Regions from separate parts of the Mus musculus genome. Here regions 2, 3, 4, 5 and 6 are each linked to region 1. A link is a contact called in public HiChIP or PLAC-seq and Micro-C data. All regions are on one chromosome and are shown on one strand. Each heading gives the region's core, a stretch centred on a gene start, on an enhancer-like site or on the middle of the called end of the contact. The rest is flanking DNA. Distances are from core to core; before and after follow the strand shown.

Region 1 (3,692 bases), core at 1,164-3,663:
ACGGCCTTTGGATGTTCCTCTAATAACATTAGCAACAAGTGAGTTAAAGACCCGGGCGCCAGAGAGGGCTTCCAGCCTCTCAGGGCTCACCCAGCCTCTTTGGCTAGATGCAAAATGTTCCTGTATACATGAAGTTGGGTGAGATGCTAGAGACAGTAGAGGGAGTTGTTGGCCTGAGGTGACCCTAACACCTGCTCTGGAAGCCCAGCTCCCAGAGGGGCTGTTGTGGAGAAGATCCCAACCACAAGGGACTCCCCGGGCTGCACTTCCTCCACTGCCCCAGCCCTGGGGTAATGAAGGAGCAGCCAAGCTCTCCGGTTTAAAGGCAGCCTGTGATGACTGTGGGTGGCTCAGGGGCAGTGGGGGGTCAGTGGGGACAACTCAAGGGAGGAAACCACCCATGAAGACCCAGGTTCCAATTCCTTTCTGAAAGCCTCCTCTTTTCTGAACCTTGTTTATTTTGATTTGGGATGGTTTGATGATTCTATGTCCCCTCCCCGAGAGAGAGAGAGAGAGAGAGAGAGAGAGAGAGAGAGAGAGAGAGAGAGAGAGAGAGAGAAGAATCAGGGGTGGGGTGGGGTACATATGTGTACACCCTTGGGTTTTTGCACTGTACTTGCTTCTATGGCAGTTCATGCCTCTCTCTACACTTCTGTTTCTGTGACAATACCTCTGTGGCCCAAGGACCCTCAGGAAACAGTTTTGCTGGGGTTGATGGAGGAGGTGGGCGGGTATGCCTTTGGTCTAGGATTCCATATACCATGTCAGAGCTGGAAGGCAGAGAGAATGGAGAGCCACCCAGTATCCTCACACCTGGTAGTTGTCTCAAGATACAGATGCATTATGGGAACACGCTTCCTCTGGTCTTCCCCGGAAGGACCACATTTCACAGCCGGGACTGCTGGCTTTAGAGAGGTCAGCTCTGGTTGCAAGGAAACCCAGGTACATTGACCATGGAGGAAGAGCAGGAGGATGAGACCCACCGGGCCTCCTTTCTAGGCTGTGGAATTTGAGGCCTAAGGTGTGTGAGCTCTCTGGCCCTTTGCTGCAGCCCGGGTTCTTTCTCCAGTAGAACATGGGGGACACTTTTCCCTCTTTGGACAGCCATGTTTCTTACCTGTTTCAAAGTCTCCAAAGCGGAATGTTCGCCCTCCCTTCAGAAGGCCAGGCCCTTGCTTCTCTCGGCTTTCCTCTCTTTGGATTACTTTGCCCTGGGCTCCGCTGTTGATATTTTGTTGCTGCTGTTGTGTTACTGCTTTGTCTCTGAGAGATTGAGCCTTAGGTAGCCCAGGCTGGCTTCCATTTTACTAAGTTGGTCTTGGAATTCTCATTCTATTGATTGGCTCTACCTTGGGGTGGCAGCCATGTGTCACCAACTCTGGCTTATGTGGTGCAGGGGTTGGGGCGGAACTGAGCGTTTGTGAAGTAAGAACTCTATCAGGCTACCTACTCACTTCCATTCCCCCCCCCCCCCCCCCCCCGCAAGTTTATCAGCTCATCCACGGGGAAATGCTCTACAACAACAGATGAATGAATAAGTGTTCTGAACTTATGGCATATTTTTTTAAGGCCCGTGCCTTATAAATATTTTGGGGAGAATGTGGAAAGGAATTCGAAGGTGACAGTGGGGTGAATTTTTAATACTTTAACACCGCGTATGTGTGGGAGGCATTCCACGGCTGTTTAATAAGTAACATATGGGATGGTGGCAGCCCTTTGGGAGAGTGTGGTGGGCACGGATTTGTTGGGGAAAGAGGTCCATGAGTGTGCAAGGAAGGTGCTGACTGATGTGTAAGGTTGCAATATTGGGGAACTGAGGTGCGCACCTTGATTCCACTGTGGAGACAAATTCACAACCGCCCATCTTCATCCAAACACAACTGTCCACAAACTATTTCTATATTAGTGCAAATAGATACTGGAGCACAAGTGCACACACACACACACACACACACACACACACACACACACACATACACACACATCATGCCTTCTGAGTCAGAGTACGCCCTAAGAATTGGCCAGCGGATCTAGCTCCTACCAGAAGGCTCTCCAAATTCCCAGGGAAATTTGAAAAAAGGTAGGAACGTGTTTGATTTGATGGAGGGGGGCGGGGGGGGGGCGGGTGCTTTATTGCAGTTCTTGCAATGGCCAGAGAGAAACTGGCATTCTAGAGCTGGAGAGCGCTAGGTAGGCAGGGGGAGGAGACATGAGCAGAGGCTGGAGAACTTGAAACATGAAATCAATCAGAACTCCGGCCGAGAACACCCCGGGGCCGCCAGCAGCCGGCGGGGGGCAGACGAGGGCCAAGGAAGGGTTAACGCGGGAGCTGAGTGTGCCACGGGGGCCGGGCCGGGGCGGGGCAGAGCGGGCGCGCGCTGTCCCTTTAAGGCGGGCGGCGCGCGGGCCGGCCGAGCGCCTCTGTGATTGGCGCGGCGGGATCACTGGCTCCCCGAGCCCGGCCCGGGGGAGTCGGCTGGAGCCGGCTGCGCTTTGATAAGGTCCTGGCAACTCAGTAACAGCCCAAGAACCGGGAAATAAAAATAAGCAGCCGTTCGCGATGGATTTCGGGGCCACCCGGAGGCCGAGGCGTCCGCCTCCCCAAAGGAGAGCTTTGCTGTAAAAGGTGGGGTCGGAGGCTCGGTCCCGTCGCAGCCGTTTCTAAGAAAGCTCCGTGCGGCCGGGGGCGGTTGGCAGCGGGGCGCGGGGCCGCGGGAGGGGGCGACCGGGAGCAGGCCGGGGTAGTAGAGGGGTGCGGATTGCACGGCCCCCCAAAAGGGGCGCTGGAGCGCGCTGGGCTGGCCCGGGTGCGGCTCGCATACCTCCCTTCCAGGACCGTGCGCTCGGCTCGCGCCTTTGAAGTGCACAGTTAAATCCACAGCGCAGTTTTTGTTGGAAGCGCCCGGAGGACATTTGGTGCGCCTAGTGACTGCTGGAAACAGGACCTGGGTTGAAAGCCGGCCGGGCGGGGGCCGGGGGCGGCCGCGGTGGGGGCGGAGGCCCACTCGGATCTTTTGCATAAAAGGGGCAGCGGGGCGCACGATCCCCCCCCCCAAAAAAAACCCGGCGCAGACCTCGGGATCGTTGTTTTCCGTGCACCCCCTCCTCCGCCTCCGCGAGACTCCTCATGTTCCCCACGCCCGGGCGGGCCCGGGGGGGCCCCGGGGCAGCCTCTGCGAGTCCAGCGGGGGACCCGGGCAGGGGCTCTGCCCGCGGCGCCTGCGAGGTCTCCGCAAGGAGTGCGCCAGCGGATCAATGGTGAGTGCCGAGGCCGCGGCGGTCCGGCGGCCGGCGCGCTTTGATGTGCGGGGCGGCGCTTTGAAGTTGGCAGGCCGGCTATTTCGGGGCGCGCTCCGGGCCCGCGCGGAGGGGAAGCGGCGGGCTCGGCGCCCAGCGCTCCGGGGGGTTTGGCCGGGCGGCCCTGCGCGCGGTGAGCTGGAGTCCCCTCCCCTGCGCGGGGTCCGGGGTGGCGGGGGGCCGGTCAGGGAGACTTCTCCAAGTGGCGTTGGGGACGGAGGCGGAGACGGGCAGCTCGCCCTCGGGGGTCGAGTCGCCGTGGGTGTGGATGAGTTGGGGTGTGCGTGTTCATGCGAGTGCTTTTGGAAGGTGGGATGAAAGGGTGGCGGCGCCCCCCGCTTGCCCTCCCCGCCCTTCCACCGCCCCCTCCCACTTCTTTCCCCACTAGTCTCCCC
Region 2 (3,751 bases), core at 951-3,450, 940 kb before region 1:
GGGCCTCAGGAGAGGCACCATCTTTGTGACATAAGATGGCCACTCTGCCACCTTTAATTTTCTTCTGGCTTTGGGCTATTCAGCTTTATTTTACAATCTGAGCATCTCAGTACTCTGATACAATGAGGTGGGTGGGTAAGGGCCGGTGTTTCTAAAAGAAATACACTTGCTTCTTAGTAGAAATAAAAGGAAAAATCCCCCTTTATATTTTTTAAAGCCTTTACCTAAGGGGCTCCCTATCTTCGTCCAGCTAATCTTTATGGTGCAGATTATCCCACACAGGCTCTGGGTTCCCGTGATTTATGTTTCAGGCCACGCATGAGCCTGGGTCCCGTTTCCATTTGCTGACTTGACTAATGGGCGCAGGCGCACTGTGCCTCTGCGTCTAGGTCTGGAAAAGAGCTCTCTGCTCAGTTTGCTTCTATTTAAGTTGCAGACTTTCTGGATCCCAGGAGATGGGAAAGAGCGCAGGTACCCGTGCCCCACCCCCACCCCGTGGATGGCTAACTCCTCAGGTTCCTGCCTGCTCTCTGCTCCTGCATTCCCACAAGGAAGGTGCAATCCCAGTGTGATGTTCGAGGACAAGCTTCCCTCCTCCTGGACAGTGTCCTCCCCCTGGCCTGTGATGTCACTTTAAAGAGGTTTTCCTTCTCTTGCACTTTGGCTTTTCCTCTTCCAGAATGTTCCTTGTAAATAAAGACCTACTTTCAGCTCAATTTTTTTCTTCCCTGCCGTGGTTCCCAGGGGTCCCCTTGCACCGGCCCCTTCCTTACTTTTCCTCTTGTCTCAGCCAGTAGGCTCTGTCAGAACTTCTGTGGGATCAAGCCCTTCTCTCTGCCATCCTCATAGGCTGCCCTCCCAGCAGGCTTTGCACTTCTTTGTCCAGCCTCCCCCACCACCTCATGTCACCTAAGCTGAAGGTCACCCCCTGGACTTGGCTCCATATCCTTTCCTTGGCAGGCACCTCTCATCTCTGGGTTGGGCATCCCCCAGTTTTGTGCTGCACCCACTCTCCGACTCTGGAGTGTTAGTGGTACCCTGTGTTGACCTGCACTGTTTCAGCAATGTGTCAGGACTGTTGGATGGCTTTTGCTAATGAGAGCATGGGCTGCCCAAGGGCCTCTCATCACTTTACACTCTTGCTGGATGAGCAGCAAGCAGGGAAGGCTTCCATCCATACGGGTGTTAGTAGGTGATGGGGAGGCAGGCGTCCGTATGTCCAGTCTGCTGAGACTAGAATCACTGGTCCTAAGACATACCTATTATGCACAGGTCCTGTTGGCTCAGCTGCTACTCTGGGAAGTTTCAGAGCTGAGACCCAAGTGAGCAGAGTTGCCCTTGGACATAGTATCTAGAAGGAGTTCTCAGTTGGGAGAATTAGGCTGTTTGAATTTCAAGACTCAAAATAAAAAAAAAAAAAAGAAAGAAAGAAAAATGTTAATAAAGATTACTCACACTGCTTGTGGCTCCTTAAATTTCCCGACTTGCTGAATGTGGTACATGAGGTCCCCGCCGTTGACGTATTCCATGACGAAGTACAGCCGGTCCTGGAGACCAAGGTTTACACGTGAGGAGGGTCCCTCCCCAGCAGAGCTTATCAGCTTTGCTTTCATATTAGCAAACACAGGGTGACCTTGACAGATCTGCTCTTCACTGAGTGGGGGATAATGTGCATCCGTACATCTGCAGGTGACGGACGCTGCTAACAGGTCAGCCTACTGGTAGTTATGCACCTCATTACAGTAAAGGCCTCAAACATTCTTTCCCTTCCCCCACACAGACTTCCCCGTACGGACAGTTCGTCTCTCAATCAGGGGTGATATGAAGACCCTATACGGGGCCTGTCATTCCATCTTAACCCCTGTTATCAATGGTGCGCATGCGTAAAAGATAGCCTGCGACTTCCAGGAGCTATGCTGGGCTAATGCAGTAAGGTGCGTAAATGGATGCTTCTGAAAACATATCTTTTGGGGTTATATTGAACTCATAAATTACGCACATGTAATGATATTTAGTGGGTGGAAGAGAGGGGTTCACCATAAAAGGAGATTTTAATCAATGTTCTTTTGCCTCCAGAATGTGCTCAAATATTGCCTTTTTCTAAATATTTTCTGTCACTGGTATGCTAAGAGCTGGCCCCACGGAGAGCATATATCATGGAGCCAAGTAAGTCTGCATAGTTATGAGGCCATTATGCTGGGACAGATGGGGACATTATGCCAGGCAGTTTAATGGGAGGACAACCAGCAGCACAACAGAGCATGGTAAGAGCTGACCTCTGCTAGAGTCTAGAAAGCAACCCCCCTTACACACCGGGGCTATTAAACATTCAAGTGTAGCTCCAGGAGGGAGAGATGACGGAGCTGGTGTCAACAGCCCCGAAGTGGCTATGGGAACCCCCGGCTCTGGATTCAATTCCTTCTTCGCAGTTTCTTCGCAGTTTTCCAGAGCTGCACGGGTGCCCGTGGGCTCACAGAACAGGGCTGAGATTGTGTTCTCCCTCCTAACCTTCCCACCAGTTCTCTCTGGAGCTCTGAGAGGGCTGGAGCCGACTGCATGACCAGTGCAAGGCTGACACACAGCGGCCGCTGCCAACATTGCATGCTTGGCGCACGCCGAGTCCACAAAAATCCCCCATTTTGAGACTCCAAGCTTCTCAAGGCATCTTGTTCCCCAAGATTTTAAAAGGAGAGGCCTAAGCACGGATCATTTTTCCATCACAGGGAAGTTTTACATGAGACGGTGACTGTAACACTAGCTGTCAGGGGAGTGAGATCTGACAGCGGCTGCTTGGAGAGTGGGGCTTGGAGGTGGGGAACCCCTCAGCTCATCGCTGCATCTTAGAATGCATGTCAGTGTGGGGAGACCAGGAAGCCCCACAGCTGGTGTCTTTGTAGTTTGAACATTTCTTTTACATTTTACTTTGCGCCTAAGGTCAGCAGAACTTTTTCCTGTAAACGGTCAGATTGTAGGGGCAAGGTTTGTGTGTTTCTTACAACTCCTCACAGCCTTCACAGTCGGGAAGCTGCTGTGGGTGACAGGAAAGTGGAGGGGTGTAGCTTTGTCCTTAGAATGTTAAATTTTGAATTTCATATGCGAGGAAATATTATAATCTGGGCTTATTTCTTGTGACCTTTCTCACAGCTCTCGGGCTGCTGGACAGGTCACAGCTTGCTCCTCCTGCTGTGTCATTATACAGAGACAGCTCCTCAGAAAACAAAGTGTCCTGGCACACCAATGCTGGGCGTGGCAGCAGCAGGATGGGGGAGGGGGTTGTCTGTAAAAGGCAGGGCTGGCTAGCTATGGTGGCACACACCTTTAATCACAGCATGTGGGAGGCAGAGGCTGGCAGATCTCTGAGTTCAAGGCCAGCCTGGTTTGCTTAAAAAGAGAAGGCAGGGCTGTGAATCCACAACTGCTTTGCGAAAGTCTTAGCCCAGGGCCTACAGGAAGAAGACCTCTCACGTACAGCCACTTGGAGGACCTTAATGGACACCCAGATCCTCCCACGTGCAGGCCCCTTATTTAAAGTGGTTTGGTATTTGTATTTATTCCATGCCCACGTGCCCACCAACACCAATCATCTCTAGACTATTTATTTCTAACATAATGTAACCACTGCTGTAATGAAAGCTGAACAGTGTGAGTTTGTTCCCAAAGGAAACGGGATTAAAGTCCCGAGTGTCTCGAGACCATGATGTAGTGTTAGACAGGAATGACAGTCCTCACCACTGTCTGGAAGCAGGAGTGC
Region 3 (3,529 bases), core at 490-2,989, 690 kb after region 1:
ATAGCTTGGTGGTTGAGTCTTCGCTCAGGGTGACTGAGACATTGGGTCTTAGGCTCAGTACCCTGCAGGCTCCCTACCCCTGCCCTGCTCACCCTATCACACAAGGAAATGGGGCTGGACTTGTCTGGCATGTATAGGGTACCCTGAGTTCCATCATCAGCACTATACAAACAGAGTGTGATGGTACTTCTTGTAATGTCAGTATTCCAGAACGTGAGCCAGGAGGATGAAACTTTGACATTCATCCTCCTCTACTAGGGAACTTGAGGCTGTCCGGATTACATGAGACAACGTTAAAACCAAGCAAGAACAAAATCCCAAGAAAATGCCACAAGGTACCCCACTTAATAGTTTGTGCATATTACATATCTATGGCTATGGGGAGATGTTGTAAGATGTACTTTTTTATTGTGGGTTGTGGTCAGAGGCAGCCTGAGAGTCACTCATGTAGCCAAGCTGTCGAATTACTGGATTATATGATTACACACACAGATTTTTCAAACAAAGACATATTGTTCAGAGCAGGGGTTTTTCAAACAGAAACACAAAGGGAATGAAAACCAGGGCTGCTTATGGCCTTAATTACACCAACGAATGAATGTTCAATATTAGCACAGTTCAGCTAGCAGCAGCCAAGGCACAAGCCTGAAGCTGAGCCCAAACCAGGAACAGAGCAGAAACTGGTACAGCCGGAAGTGGGACACTGGGAAGTGGTCATCCCTGCCCTGATGCTTCAGGGCTCCACATTCCAAAGAGATTAATCCATATGGTCCCCAGGCTGGCTTGCACAAAAACAGGGAAGAAAACAGTAGCTTGTGTCTTAAGATTCAATCCTGCAGATGCCTAGAACTCAGGCAAGCAATCCCTTGTTTATGGACCAAAGTCTAAACGTTGACCATCATAGTGAAACATTAAAAAGCCACTTAAAAGCAACAGGGTGGAGCGCCTGCTTCAGGGATGGGAAGCTGTCTGGGGCAGAGAAAGGGCTCCTGAGCTTCCAGGAGATTCCTGGGACTGGGTGGACAGCGAGTAAACACAGAAAGGCAAATAAAGAAAAGCTTCCTACGGCCAAAGAGACCAGCCAAGATGCCCAGTGCTGGGGCTGGTCGGGCCACAGGGATAGACTGACTGTTTGTCCGAGGCCCTGCCCAAATGCCACGTTGAGATACTCAAGGACAAATGGTAAAGTTTTTCTTCATCTTTCCGACTCTCTGCATCCTCCCTCTTGAGTCAAGTTGCACATTCCTCCCTTCCCTCACCTTTGTTTTGGTCCCTGATCTCCCTTTCGGTCACTAGGTGGCCCACACCAAGTCCCTCCCCCACATTCAAGGTCCCCCCTCCGCCCTCCTTGCTGACTTGTTTGGGTCACCCTAGCCGGCTCTTTCTGGCAGGCGCTGGCTGGCAGTCGTCTGGGTGGGCTCAAACCCCTACAGCCGAGCAACGCCGCGACACAGGCTGCCCTGCCGAGGTACCATCGGCGCGCAGGCCCCGGCTAGCCACCAGTTGCGTTACAGGACAACACCCTTTGGTGGCGACATTCTGTCCCCCACTTCCCTGGCCAGGGGGCTGGCGCCGTGGCTTACGTGCAGTCTTGGTTGAAAGAGAAGCAGCTGAGCGCCGCCTCCACTCGGCCCGGAGGGGCATCTGCGGCTTCGGCCTCCATCGGGGGCTCGACCCGAGAAGCCGCAGCTCTGAGCGGGGGACAGCCACCTCAGCAGCCCGCCCGCGCCGGCTCCGTGGGCCGGCTTGCCGCGTCGGTCCCGCCCCGGGCTCGCCTCCAGACAGACCCCGCCCACTCAGATACCACTTAGCTCCGCCCCTCCATCGTAAGACCCCGCCCTTACACGATTCCCATTTAGCTCCGCCCCACTCCAAACCCCCGCCCCTCCTTCAGAGAATCGGCTGGGTCCTAAAACAGCCAGGCCACGCCCCTGCCTCAAGTACCGCCCCTCTCGGCTCTAGCCCTGCCTGGGACCTTCAGGACCCGCCCTACACATTTCCCACTTAGCCTCGCCCTCTCCACTTCGGGCACCTAGCCCCACCCCCTCACAGCCCTAGCTCCGCCCTGAGCCAACCAGGCCCCGCCCCGAGCCTCCTTCTACCTAGCTTGGTAGCCCCGCCCCCTCTCCAGGCCGTCTCTGTCCCCACCCCGCCTCTTTATCACTGGGAACAGAACTGCTGACCGAACAGAGCCTTCCGCAGACAGCCAGGATTGGCCACCAACTCTTTTAGTCAATCAATAGGGCTAGTGGGCGGGACAGCTGTTGACGACCCGCCCCCTAGTCGGAGAAACCGTTTGCCATTGGCCGAAGGTGCGCGAGGCAAAGGCAGCAGGCCACGTGGTGGTGTTTTCATTGCCAGAGCGTCCAGAGGGTGAGGAGGAGGAGTGGAGCTTCAGGCTTCAAGCCTGCCTTAGCGTCGGAGACAACGCCAAGGAGGCGGGCGGACGCCTGCTTCCTTGCCCGCCCGCTAAGCTTACAGCAGTTGTAGTTGAAATCAGTAGACATCAAAGTCCAGCCGTTTTGGAGAGCCCTTAAGCTTCTCGGAAAAAGATCCCCAGCCGATTAAGAAGCCACATACAGCCCCACAGTTGAGAAAGAGCTCTTGCTAACCCCGACCCTTACATTAACAATATTACCTTGGTATGTTCCTACCCGATTTACTGAAAACCCGGTTAAAGCACTGGCTAGACTATATTATCTAAAACCAACAATACACAGCGGCATGTGAAAGGGTCTTCTTTCAGGACTTGTTATCATACAACTTTGCTCAGCAGTATTTGACCAGACATTCGATTTGTATAGAAAGGAGAGAAACTAGAATACTGTACAAGACAGTACAGCTTGAAGCTCATGTCGTTTGAGATGCATTCTGAAGCAAACTGGAGATTTGCTTCCCAAGCTTGTATACAATTGGTTGTGAGGTGCCTGGTGTGGGTTCTGGGGAACAGAATTCCGCTCATCAGTAAAAACACTGCTGAGCCATCTCTACAGCCTCTGAAATCTTCATCATCGCCATTATTATTACTATGATGATAATGGTGTCACAGTTCTGTAGATTGTGGCAATTCGGTTCATATCCAGCCACCTTGTTTATTATTTATTTATTTTGGATACATTGTCTCAAGCTATAGTCCACCGATCCTCAAGCACTTGGTAACTGATCCTCCTTCCTTGGCTTCCCAGGTCATAGGATCATGGGGTGAACCATCATACTCAGCCATGTTTCCCCAATTCCTGATGAAATGATACATAACATGTACGGATGTTTAGAATGGATGAACAAGAGAGCCTGTTTTGCATAAACTTTTCTTATTGGTTGGTTCTCCTGTTTGGGTTTTCCCAGATAAAATGTAACAGTTTACTTTCTCAAGTCCAATGCTCTGTCGACTCACAGATCTGGCCCGGATGATTGCTATAATCCAACCCCAGAGTAAAGAATTGCTGTTTGGATGTTTTGGTCATCTTAACAAGCTTTTCAGTCCTAGCTGCATCTCCCCCTCCCACCTCCCAGCTCAGCTCAATGCTGC
Region 4 (3,691 bases), core at 1,143-3,642, 580 kb before region 1:
TTAATGTCATCACCCTACCCCCCCCCAAAAAAAAAAAAAACCAAAAAACCCTAGGTTCAAATATTTAGCTTTAAAATACAAGTGCTTAAATACTGAAATTAAATTGCAAACCAAAGACTCATAGAAGCCATAATGAAAGAAACCAGAGAAATTAAATCCACTGCAAGATGGTCTTGGTGGGGTTGCCTGGCCATCCAACTGACTGCTTTCAGATTAAATGAGGCTCTTGTGCTTGTGTGGAGCTATTCAGAGCAGGAGGGAAAGGGAACCTTTCTCTTCACATCGCAGTGAAGCCGGTACCCTGAGGATCTCATCAGTTGGCCTGAGACTGGGTCTCTGGGCAGTGAGAGTGGAGACTGATTAGTGAGCTTGGTAAAAATGTACGTCGTTTTTCTAATGTATCTACTTCCTGTAGAAGTAATTATCACTCTGTCCCTTTTGACTAGAATCTCGCGGTTAACATGGGAGGCTGCAACCTGCCAAATGCAATATCCTCCCTTACCCCGGTGCTAGAGACTCATCTTAAGGAGCCTTATCTACCGTCACCCACTCCTTGAGCTTGATTGCTTCAGATGCTAACTACTCTATGGAGACTGTAAAGTGGTTGTGTTGTTCACCAAGGTGCCATGCTGAATGATTTCTTAAAAGAAAGGAAAAATCGGGCATCTTATTGGCACACTGATGGTGGGGTCCCCTTTTAATTCTCTTCTCTGGGTGGCCTGGATTCAGCACCATCTGTCCTATAGCCACTAGGATACCCCATTATGTATAAGGCTGACTGCTTGGTGTCTAGGTGCGCTTCGCCCCTTGCAGCTCCCTGCCCAGGAGGGAGCTAAGGAGCCCTGGCCATAGTTCTTGCTTCTAAGGTACTTCTTACTCCAAACACATGGACAAAAGAGTCAGGGTATCCCCAGGAAAAGCTGACACTTGGTGTTCAAAGTCGTGGGAGGGGGACGATTTCTAAGATATGATGGGGGTGGGGGGGACTGACATTTTGTAAATCTGATGAAAGCTGTAATTCTCTCACAAAAAAAATTTAAAAAGAAAAACATAAATCTGCATAAATCCAATTTTACCTAATTTCACAGGCTCCAGAGAGATAGATCCCTGAACCCTTCTTTTTATCAAGCCCCTCAGTTGCCAACGCTTGGCGTTCAGTGGAAATCACCTGAGCGCGGACACCTTTAGCCATTACAGTATTTTTCTTAAATAAGCCCTCTGTCCTCATCAACTGGGTTACAGGTTTAATCTCCTGTTGACAGGGTCTATTTTAAATGACTCCCTCTGCCCTCTGCCATTTGCCTGCCGGGTTAGCCCTCCTCCCCCACGGCAAGCTTTCAACAGTTTGCTGCCTTCCATCTCTCTCCCTCCCCTCTCTCCCCACTCTGGGCTCGGCCAGAAAAGTCAAAGTCTCCGTGCCCAGTAGAAACAGCCTACAGTAGGCAGGGACCCAAGGTTCCAGCGGAGTCCCAGCCCGACGCGAGGCACAAACACTCCCCGGAACGCGCCCAGCCTGGCTCGCCAGCAACTTGGAGCGGCGCGCCGCGGCTCCCCGCTACTCCCGGGCGTGTTTCTTGCGCGTCCTGGGGCCACTTTGACTCCAGCAATCTCTCTTTCCTGTCCCTTCGCTCCCATCAGGCCCATTGACCGCTCCGCTTGGTGACAGGGAAGACCTGTGCGCCCTAGGAGAGGCGAGGGGACCTTCCCCCTCATCCGAGTCACCCCGTGCAGAGCCAAGCGTCCCTTCAGGGCACCAGGGCATGCGTGGCAGCGCCGGGCCACTTTCCAGGGAGTGTCCCGCGTGGGTGCGCGCCTGTCACTCCTGGCGAGAGTTCGGACTCCGGCCAGGCACTCTAAGTTCTCGGAGGAGTCCTGGCCCTGAGAGTAAGGACGCGCCGGGGCTCAGAGACGTCCCCGAGCTTAAGTCCCGGGGACAAGCAGACCTGAGCCCCGGGGCAAAGGTGGCTCTTGGGTCCCCAGGGCTGCCGCGCGCACCTACCAGATGAAGTCGGTGCAGTGGCTGCAGAAGGTGGGTTGCTTGAAGAAGCGGGCGATGAATTTGTGGTCTTTCACCTCATGCACGTTCTTCTGCCTCAGCGCCCCTTTGCGGGCGAAGCGGTTGGCCACGTCCTGAGACGCCGTGGAGTCGTTGGCCGGGTAAACGTCAGCCATGGTTCCCCCCAACCACCTCTTGCCTCCGCCGGGGAGCAGCAGCCGGGGAGGGCCGGGGTGGGCGGGGGCGGCGGCCGAGGTGGCGGTGCTGATGAGGTGCGGTGGTGGCGGCGGTGGCCCGGGAGAGCCGGGCGGGCGCTGCGCTACTCGGAGCTGGGAGCCGAGCCGCTCTCTCTGGCTCTCTCCGGCTCTCTGGCTCGCTGGCTGGCCCCACGCTCACTGACAGCCCGGCGCCCGGCGCTCGCGCTTCCTACTCGCGGCGGCAAGAGGCGGCCCGGAGCGGCGCCGCCCACTGCGCATGCCCGGAGAGCTAGCGTGTGTATGTGTGCACGCGCGCGCGCGGCCTGGAGTAGGAGCGCGCGGGACGGGGACGCGCGCCGGGCGAGCCTTGGGCCTCTGCGCTCCGCTGCACAGAGCTGGACACGCAGACTGGGGGGCCCCTGTGAGCCCCGCCAACTGCCGAGGGCGGCGGTCGGGGAGAGGCCCTGGAGATGCCCAGCCCAGGAAGAAGCCGGGAGGGGCGGGTCCTTCTCCTCCGCCGCCCGCTTCTTTTTCCTCCCTTTTCCTCTGCTTCCTCCTCCCTCTTTTTTCTCCTCCTCTCCTTCCGCTCGTGGTGCCGGGCCTCCTCCTCTCCCCACCTTCCTCCACCCACTCACGCTTCTCTGCTCATGCTTTCCTCTTTCTGGGATGGAAGTTGTGCCCCGAAGGAACCCGGCACGGAGCGCTCCCCACCCCCACCCCCATGCCACCTTAGCAGGTACAGAGGTAGCTCCTTGTCTAGCTACCTGGACCCACAGGCATTTGGGGGTGGGGGGTTTGCTGGCTTTTTATCAGCCTCTTTCCCGTTTAACCTTTCACCTGACCAAAATGTCATTCTAGTCGTTTATGCCACTAAAATGCCCAAACCCTAACCCTCGCTCAGTTCCGAGTCGGTAAAAGGGAGCGGTTTTGAATAACTGATTGCCGGCTCTCTTACATCCCTTCGATCTTTGACCTGCAGTTCACCTGCTTATTATATAGATTTGTATGACAGTCGTAATAACCCGGTAAGATGCCAAAGGGCTTGCCCTGGTTTGTGATGTTATTCGTTGGCTATCAGAGCTGTGGTGCCCGAAGATGATCGGGCTCTCTTGATTTTACATGTCCAGAACCTTAACTTAGAAATCATTTTGCATCCTAAGCTAATTGCTGAAATACTGGCAGGTGTAGAGTTCAGCCAGAACATTTGTAAATTACCAAGTAAAACTGCTTGTGAAGGGGTAGCTGGAATGGATATGTATGCAAAGGGCGCACTTGGGGCTGGGCTGTCCGAGCGCCTGCTGAATATTTATTAGGTCTGCCTGGAGGATTCTAAACCTGGGACAGAGCAACCCTCTACCAACAAGAAGTTCATTGTCCCAATCGGCCTAGGGTGGTCCCAAACTCGAGGTAATACTCCTGTCACAGCTCCTGAGTGCTGGAATTACAGAGATGAGCCATCGCATCAGCTTCGTTTATTGTAGAATACAAATCCATTAAG
Region 5 (3,308 bases), core at 407-2,906, 840 kb before region 1:
AACTCATGCTGATGATGGATAAAGCCTTATTTTTACCCTCTTGCCAGAGGTCAACTTCATCATGGTACTTCAGAGCTGAGTTATTTTCAGATGTTCCATGATAAAATGTGTTCCGAGCCTCAAGGCTATTTTGTTAGCTGAAAGATAGATCTATTCCCTCTCACAAAACATGCACCAAGTGATTAAGGAAAGGATGGGGCGGAAATTGCAGGTCCTCAGAGACAGCATCGTGCATACATTTCCTGAGGCCCTCTGACAGTGAGCCATCTGAACAGCAGTCCTCAGTTTGACTTCTTAGAACCACACCATTTGGAGCTAGGGAGGTGGCTGGGGCAGGGGGAGGGGTTTTCTACACAAGCATGAGGACCTAAGTTCGGATCCCCAGGCCCACTTAGTAGGCAGGCACAGTGGTATGCTTCTATAACCTCCTGTGCTGGGGGACTGGAGACAGGAGGATTGCTGGGGCTTCTGGTCTAGCCAAAACAGAGCACTTTGGGCTCAGTAAAGGGAGTGATAGAGGAAGATGCTCAATGTTGACCACTGGCCTCCAGCTGTTATATGCCCTTGTGTGTGTGCACATGCACACGTGCACACACACACACACACACACACACACACACACACCACATATACACTTACATAGACACATGCATAGACCACATATTCTCTCTCTCTGTATCTCTCTCTGTGTATCTCTCTCTGTCTCTCTGTGTATCTCTCTGTCTCTCTCTCTCACACACACATAACACACACACACACACCACACACACACACACAATTAAAAAAAGAAGAAACAATCCCACCACACCATTTTTAGCCTTCATAGCAGATACTGCTGGTCCTTTAATTAAAAGATGGTCCTCTTGCTTTTCCTGTTAAGAATATTTGTAGGAATAACAACAGGTCCAGCTGGCAAAACATACTTCCCAGATTCTCTTATAGCTTCAGATGGCCACAAAACATAGCTTTGGCCAACCAAATGCCAACACAAAGCCATAAGGCACTTACAGAAAGTTAATTATCCAGTTACTGGCTCTACCTTGCTCGCTTCCCTTCTATGCCTGACTGGAGGCGAAGCGGCCATTTTCTGACCAAAGATAACCCTGCTTCCTCTTTTTAAATGGATTTTTGTGGCAAATAAAAGGGATATTTCATAATCTCAAGAAAACAGGCACCAGTTTTCCAATGAGCGTCAGGGCAGCAGTGTGGATCTTACCCATCTTGTTAGCCTTAACTGTTAGAAGGAAGAGAAGTGGATGGCTTATTGCTGTTCAGGTAGCAGGGTGACATGGAACACTGAGGAATGGCTGCATGTAGAAAGCCTGAGGGTCGATCTCCACAGAACAAGTGCTTATGGGTCTGTGGTATCTTTGACTTCATTCTGGCCACTGAGTACCAAACACTAGCATCATATTCAATCTCTTGCATTACTGGACTGCAGAGAGAGCTCAAAAGAGAGCTGTCCTCTGGATCTTCCCCAGACTTGTAATCCCGCCTCTTCTCCTCACCCCCTCAGAGGCTTAGAAGAGACAATAATGAACCTCTTCAAACATCTGCTAGTGGGTTTTTGGCCTTGAGACATTAAGTGGGGGAGAGACAAGGGATTGGTTTCAACATACTTGAGCTTTGCCAAGAGCCTAGTCTCTGAGGAGTTTGCAGGACACTGCCATCCCTCATGGCTCTCACTTCATGGATGGAGATAATGATATTCATTTGAGGGGCATGTTATGCCCTTCTGTTGCATATACAAATCAGCCTTAATGGATATTTTTTTACAACTTCCCACAGGGAAAATAGGCCATGTGAAAATGCCAGGCATCCAACTGTCACTTCCTACCATGGACAAAAAAGACAAAAAAGACAAAAAAAAATCAACAGCCCTGCTTAGAGAGAGCCAGTGATTGCACTCACTGCTAAAAGCGCCTAATGCTTTTGTCTGACACTTGGCTTTGGGGCTTCTCAGTTCGACAGGCACTTGGAACCCATGATGCCTGCCAGGATCTCAGGCCAATCTGGTATAGTTTGTTTGGCCGGATGAAGGAGAGAGAGCGAGGAGAGACTCCACTCTGCTACTTTTTGTAAGCAGGGCTTGGGTCCCATAATGTAACTGTTCAGGGGACTCTGAAGGGTGATGAGTTCTGCCTTTCTGCTCAATAACTTCCTGACCTGAGGCCCTACAGTAACTGAGGTTATAAGAGCTGATTTCCAGGACGGCAGATTTTTTTTTTCTTTTCATTTCTCTTCCTTTCTCATTCATGACCGAAGGGCCTGTGGTAGTTGGGGTTAATAACCCAATGGGAGTAATCCTGTGGATTAGCCACCCCTTAACCAGTTTCCTAGGGAAAATCTGAAGGTCTTAGGAATGAGTAGGAGAACTAAGAAGAGGGATGCTGGATGGATAGATGGGCAAATGGACAGATGGATAGATGGACAGGTAGACAGATGGATAGATGGACAGGTAGACAGATGGATAGATGGACAGGTAGACAGATGGATAGATGGACAGATGGATAGATTGGCAGATAGACGGATGGACAGATGGGCAGATGGATAGATGGGCAGATGGATAGATGGGCAGATGGACAGATAGACAGATGGACAGATGGATAGATGGGCAGGTAGACAGATGGATAGATGGGCAGATGGACAGATGGATAGATGGACAGGTAGACAGATGGATAGATGGACAGATGGATAGATGGACAGATGGATAGATGGACAGATGGATGAGTAAAAGGAAGGAGCAGGAGGCAGAAATGTTTACGCCTGAGGAAGATGGGCACAGTCACTTTACTTGCATCTCTCTTAGATATTCAGCAAAACTCTGTGCACCAGCCTAACAGCAGAATGCAGGCATGGCAATCAGAAGGGAACACCTCTCGGATACAGCATCACCTCAGCCATCAATTATTTTATTACATGCCATGAGGAATGTTCCAAATACTCCACTTTCTTGTGACTTGATGATTGCTGGTTGTCTCTGAGGACACTGGAGCTTTCTCAAAGTATCCCTGGTAGTAAAGGTTTTTGTTTGTTTCTTTCTTTGTTTTGCTTTGCTTTTTACTTTTTTGGTTTGTTTTGTCCTTTCAAGACAGGGTTTCTCTGTATAGCTCTAGCCATCCTGGAACTCACTCTGAAGATAAGGTTGGCCTTGAACTCAGAGATTTGCTTGCTTCTTCCTCCTGTGTGCCAGATTATAAGCAGCTGGTATTGAAGATTTTAAGTCACGAGCTTAAAATTACAATGAGAAGTCATAATAGGCTCCTAATATTCTTTGCATATATGTGGAGAAATAAATGTAGAAATTA
Region 6 (3,807 bases), core at 1,035-3,534, 890 kb before region 1:
GGAAAGCATCTAGCAGGTTCCAGTTGGTACACATAGGAAGTTCTCAGGCTACAATCCCTGAGGTACGCAGGCTCTAACTTAAAGTAGTAAGGCACCCTAAAACTCCCTGAGACGCTCTCCTTCTCTCTCTCTCTCTCTCTCTCTCTCTCTCTCTCTCTCTGTGTGTGTGTGTGTGTGTGTGTGCAGAGTGTAGAGGACAGCCTTGGCTGTTGGTCCTTACATGCCATAAACCCTGCCATCTTGAGACAGGGTTTCTCATTGGCCTGGAGCTCACAAAATAAGCTAGGCTGGCTGGCCAGTGAGTCCCAGGGATCCGATTGTATCAACCCCACCTCCACCCCCATCCCAGCACTGAGACTATAAGCACATCCTCTTCCCCCCCCCCCCCACCACAACCTTTTTTAATCCTGAAGGTTCTGGGGGATTGAATTCAGGTCTTCATGCTTGCATGCTGTCACCCCAGCTCATTCTGTGTCTCCTTAAATCACAAATGTCTTAATATTTTTTTTTTCGAGACAGGGTTTCTCTGTGTAGCCCTGGCTGTCCTGGAACTCACTTTGTAGACCAGGCTGGCCTCGAACTCAGAAATCCACCTGCCTCTGCCTACAAATGTCTTAATATAAATTTATATTCTCTATGGCATTTGAAGACACTCTTAGGCCCTAGCGGAAAGATATCTGTAGACTTCACAGACCAACTCTCTCAGGACAGTGACAGCTGACTTCTCTCTTCACATTGGGACACTGCAGATTGTCATCCCTGTAGAACACGTTATCCTCCCAGGCTGGTCTCCCTCTGCCTGGCAGATGGGAAGAGTCTTACACTATGATCTGAACGCTTGTGATTCCCCACCCAATTAATATGCTCTAATTTCTAGTCCCCAGGTGAAGGTACTAAGAGGTAGAGTCCAGAGAGGTGATTAGGTCAGGAGAATGGGCCCCTCATGGATGAGATTTGTGCCCGTATAAAGTAGGTTTTAGGGAGCTTGCTAGCTTTTCCCACCGTGTGAGGACCCAATGAGAAGGCATTATTTCAGGATCAGGAAATGGGTTCCCCATGGGTACAGCAGCTGCCAGTTTCTTGAACTTGATCTTCCCAGCCTGAGTCCCACATTCCTGTTGTCTATCAGCTACAGTACCATGTGACAGAGGCCTGAGTGGAGCAAAGCCACCAGGGAGTTGAGAGTGACCTAGACAGTGTGGAACAAGAACCTGCTGGGGCTTGATATTGGGTAAGAACTGCAAATGAGGGTGCTGGTCCAGGGTGGTCACGTCATATTCTCCTTAGTGTGAATGTGAGTCCTCCATGAACTGGCACCCAAGAGCAGTCAACTCTGTCCAGATAGAGGCAAGTGATTCTTTCTTCAAGCAAGTGACAAGGTAGAGTTGACACTCTGTAGAGGAATGCATTGGACTGTGTGATGTGAGGCAGGAAGAGATGACATCCTCCTCTCGGGAGCAGGGTACCACTGAGAGATTTCTCATCAACACTCCAGTGGCACTTGGACTCTGTGTCTAGAGGTCTGATCTTGAAACTAATAATAGTCTAATAGCCAGAGTATCCCACCATTCACTTCAACAAATACTTTTTATTTGCTTTTTATTTTTATTTTGTGTTTTTTTTGAGACATAAGCTTGCTACATAGCCTAGGCTGGCCTTGAACCCGCCATCGTCATACTCTGCCTTCCCATGGCTAGGTTTACAAGCAGGTACAAACACATCATGCTGTAGTCTTCAGCATGCTCCATCCTCTGATTTACCAAGCCAATAGTGGTATAACTTCAGAGCCGACACTGGTTTCAACTGACTGGTTAAGGAAGTCAAATATCTTATTCCACTCAACCTGTCACATGCAGGACTGACACATGATTCCCAAAGACTCACGGGTTACTCTCCTCTCGACTGTTTTGAACACCTACCACCGAGCATAGCAGCATGGGGAAGTTATCTGCCACACACACGGGTCTCCATACAACCTTTGCCCTGTGATTCTGGGTTCATGCTGTCCCATCCCTGGGCACACCCTATCTGGAACACAACCCTGTTCTCTGGCTTTCCAGCCTCCTGCTAGCCCTGTCTATCAGATCTCCACAGGCTGACAGAAACACGGGGACAGGGACAAAACACTTCCTCCCCAGGCATCTCCCCAGGGTCAACACAGGGCAAGGCAAAAGCCACGCAGGCCAGATTCTTGGATTCTGACAGGAGCTGGAGTGGGCAAGGCCTTTCGAGGCTCTCACTTTGAGCTGCAGTTCACAGAGTGTCCATTTGGAGGGACTCCAACACAAGGGAAAAACCAAACAGGCCTTTTTCCAAGGAGACTCAATTCAGGCCAAAAGGAGCCAAGTGCTTTCCCAGAAGACATCAAATGATTTGAAGAGTCTCAGAGTGCTCAAAGACTAAGGGACATAAAATGTATTGTTAGTTTTCAGGAAGAAAATATGCCATGCAGGGCCATTTGCTCCACATTTCTAGGGCAACCATTACACATGGAGCTTTGCTGGGTTTCACCCAATGAGATGCAAAGGCATCTTCAGCAAAGAACAATTGTAGATGAGGCATCAACAAATGAGACGTGGGTCACTTGGAGGGTCTTGGCTGTCTGGCTTGCTGCATTTGCTCTAATCACACTGCACCAAGCTTGCGGATGCTGTCTGTGGTCACGAGCACGGACTCTGATTTGATCTCATTTGTGCTAATAAACAATGACTCACAAATTCTATGATCTTAGTTTCCTTATGGCCAGAGTCAAGGGCAAGAAGAGCGAGCAACACTGAGAATATACCCACCTTGTGTGACCACAAACCTGAATTCAAGGACTTAAGAAGTACATTGTTTAAAAACACATTCACTGAATGTTCTGCTGTCTAAACCCACTACTTTGTCACAAGGGTGGCTTTCTGCCCCAGTAAATCCAGTGTCCCCAAATGGTGAGTCAGCAACTACTCAATCAAAGTCAGCTAAAGAATTTAATGAGCGTGGTATGCACAGTCAGTTCATGCTCCCTCCTTCCTTCCCTCCCTCCCCCTCTCTCTTCCCCTCCCTCCCTCTCTCTCTTCCCCTCCCTCCCCCTCTCTTCCCCTCCCCCCCTCTCTCTCTTCCCCTCTCTTCTCCTTTCGTCCTACTCTGTCTCCTTTCTTCAACTTTGAGACATAGTCTTACTGTATAGCCCTGTTTCCCTTTTAATATAGCCTCCTCTTGCATACACTAAGTACTCCAATAACACGTATGTTATCTGCTAATATTCTATAATTCCAAAGTAGATGACTGTGAAAAATATTTGCTAGTTGTGGGAGACAGATAAGATCTGCATATAAACATAGGGAGGCATTGATTTTAAGAAATAATTACTTCTCATTGTAGGGACAATGCATAGTCATCATAAAATAATTTAAATGCACAAAGTATAAAGGCAAAGATTAAAGGCAATTGCACTTCCACCAAAACAGAGGATTGATGCTGACATACTGTTATGCTGATTGACAATTGCTCTCCTGTAAAGACATCTATAGTATAATATTGATTGTTTGATTATAATGTTGGGGATAAAGCCCAGGGTCTTGTATATGCTAGGTAAGCACATTATCATTGAGCCATATCTCTAGCCTGTAATATTTATTTTTATAGAATTCACATAACTTTATGGTAGTTAAAAATTCCTTCTTAATAAAAGTTACCAAAGTAATTTTTAAAAAGCATTTTTTAATGCCCAGCATTCTATTTTGTAGCAAAGACTTTAAAATAAGTTCAGTTTGTACATTTACATGGTTTAAAAATTCCTCATCTTTGTATATAACAACTGATTGT

What was found. A called contact is a pair of places that touch in the nucleus more often than the background predicts. HiChIP or PLAC-seq counts read pairs in DNA pulled down with a chosen protein or histone mark.
Region 2: an H3K4me3 HiChIP or PLAC-seq map of neural tube shows a contact between it and region 1, with 5 times the contacts expected there. The contact joins the enhancer-like site here to the promoter of Axin2 in region 1. A contact is called at or near these places in 2 of 39 promoter capture datasets (embryonic stem cells and frontonasal cranial neural crest), 7 of 115 datasets of contacts at active chromatin or transcription factors (astrocytes, embryonic hindbrain, embryonic stem cells and 1 more) and 1 of 9 other capture datasets (embryonic stem cells).
Region 3: a Micro-C map of embryonic stem cells shows a contact between it and region 1, with 2.9 times the contacts expected there. The contact joins the promoter of Wipi1 here to the promoter of Axin2 in region 1. A contact is called at or near these places in 4 of 39 promoter capture datasets (embryonic stem cells, hippocampal neurons, pre-B cells and 1 more), 6 of 484 Hi-C or Micro-C datasets (CD8 T cells, the MNK3 cell line, the N1E-115 cell line and 1 more), 14 of 115 datasets of contacts at active chromatin or transcription factors (the SCID.adh cell line, T-cell acute lymphoblastic leukemia, astrocytes and 7 more) and 2 of 9 other capture datasets (adipose tissue and liver).
Region 4: a contact with region 1 is called in a Micro-C map of embryonic stem cells, with 3 times the contacts expected there. The contact joins the promoter of Prkca here to the promoter of Axin2 in region 1. A contact is called at or near these places in 3 of 39 promoter capture datasets (cranial neural crest, embryonic stem cells and hippocampal neurons), 3 of 484 Hi-C or Micro-C datasets (all in embryonic stem cells), 3 of 115 datasets of contacts at active chromatin or transcription factors (astrocytes, embryonic forebrain and pancreatic cancer cells) and 1 of 9 other capture datasets (liver).
Region 5: a contact with region 1 is called in an H3K27ac HiChIP or PLAC-seq map of stem cell-derived neural progenitor cells, with 4 times the contacts expected there. The contact joins the enhancer-like site here to the promoter of Axin2 in region 1. A contact is called at or near these places in 1 of 39 promoter capture datasets (hippocampal neurons), 4 of 115 datasets of contacts at active chromatin or transcription factors (astrocytes, embryonic forebrain, forebrain and 1 more) and 1 of 9 other capture datasets (embryonic stem cells).
Region 6: a contact with region 1 is called in a FOXA1 HiChIP or PLAC-seq map of pancreatic cancer cells. The contact joins the enhancer-like site here to the promoter of Axin2 in region 1. A contact is called at or near these places in 1 of 39 promoter capture datasets (hippocampal neurons), 3 of 484 Hi-C or Micro-C datasets (cerebellum, cerebral cortex and nephron progenitors), 17 of 115 datasets of contacts at active chromatin or transcription factors (astrocytes, craniofacial prominence, differentiating embryonic stem cells and 11 more) and 1 of 9 other capture datasets (embryonic stem cells).

What each region holds. Positions count from the first base shown.
Region 1 is chr11:108,917,936-108,921,627 of GRCm38.p6, forward strand. It overlaps Axin2 (axin 2), which reads left to right and starts at 2,414. Exons shown (of 11, transcript NM_015732.4): 1 at 2,414-2,626.
Region 2 is chr11:107,980,156-107,983,906 of GRCm38.p6, forward strand. It overlaps Prkca (protein kinase C, alpha), which reads right to left. Exons shown (of 17, transcript NM_011101.3): 10 at 3,730-3,751; 11 at 1,456-1,547. Among named protein-coding and RNA genes, the nearest start is that of Mir7223, 15 kb to the right of the region's middle. Within about 2 kb of position 2,201, at least 71 of the 459 cell types and tissues checked have an H3K27ac peak or open chromatin away from gene starts, as enhancers often do. A contact at or near this core is called in embryonic stem cells and neural tube, where this site is marked.
Region 3 is chr11:109,609,650-109,613,178 of GRCm38.p6, forward strand. It overlaps Wipi1 (WD repeat domain, phosphoinositide interacting 1), which reads right to left and starts at 1,740. Exons shown (of 13, transcript NM_145940.2): 1 at 1,584-1,740. The coding sequence starts at 1,663.
Region 4 is chr11:108,341,496-108,345,186 of GRCm38.p6, forward strand. Prkca (protein kinase C, alpha) reads right to left here and starts at 2,393. Exons shown (of 17, transcript NM_011101.3): 1 at 2,000-2,393. The coding sequence starts at 2,172.
Region 5 is chr11:108,078,520-108,081,827 of GRCm38.p6, forward strand. All of the region lies in intron 3 of Prkca (protein kinase C, alpha), which reads right to left. Among named protein-coding and RNA genes, the nearest start is that of Gm51922, 32 kb to the right of the region's middle. Within about 2 kb of position 1,657, at least 10 of the 459 cell types and tissues checked have an H3K27ac peak or open chromatin away from gene starts, as enhancers often do. A contact at or near this core is called in stem cell-derived neural progenitor cells, where this site is marked.
Region 6 is chr11:108,023,662-108,027,468 of GRCm38.p6, forward strand. The region is part of intron 5 of Prkca (protein kinase C, alpha); the gene reads right to left. Among named protein-coding and RNA genes, the nearest start is that of Mir7223, 29 kb to the left of the region's middle. Within about 2 kb of position 2,285, at least 53 of the 459 cell types and tissues checked have an H3K27ac peak or open chromatin away from gene starts, as enhancers often do. A contact at or near this core is called in astrocytes, pancreatic cancer cells and stem cell-derived neural progenitor cells, where this site is marked.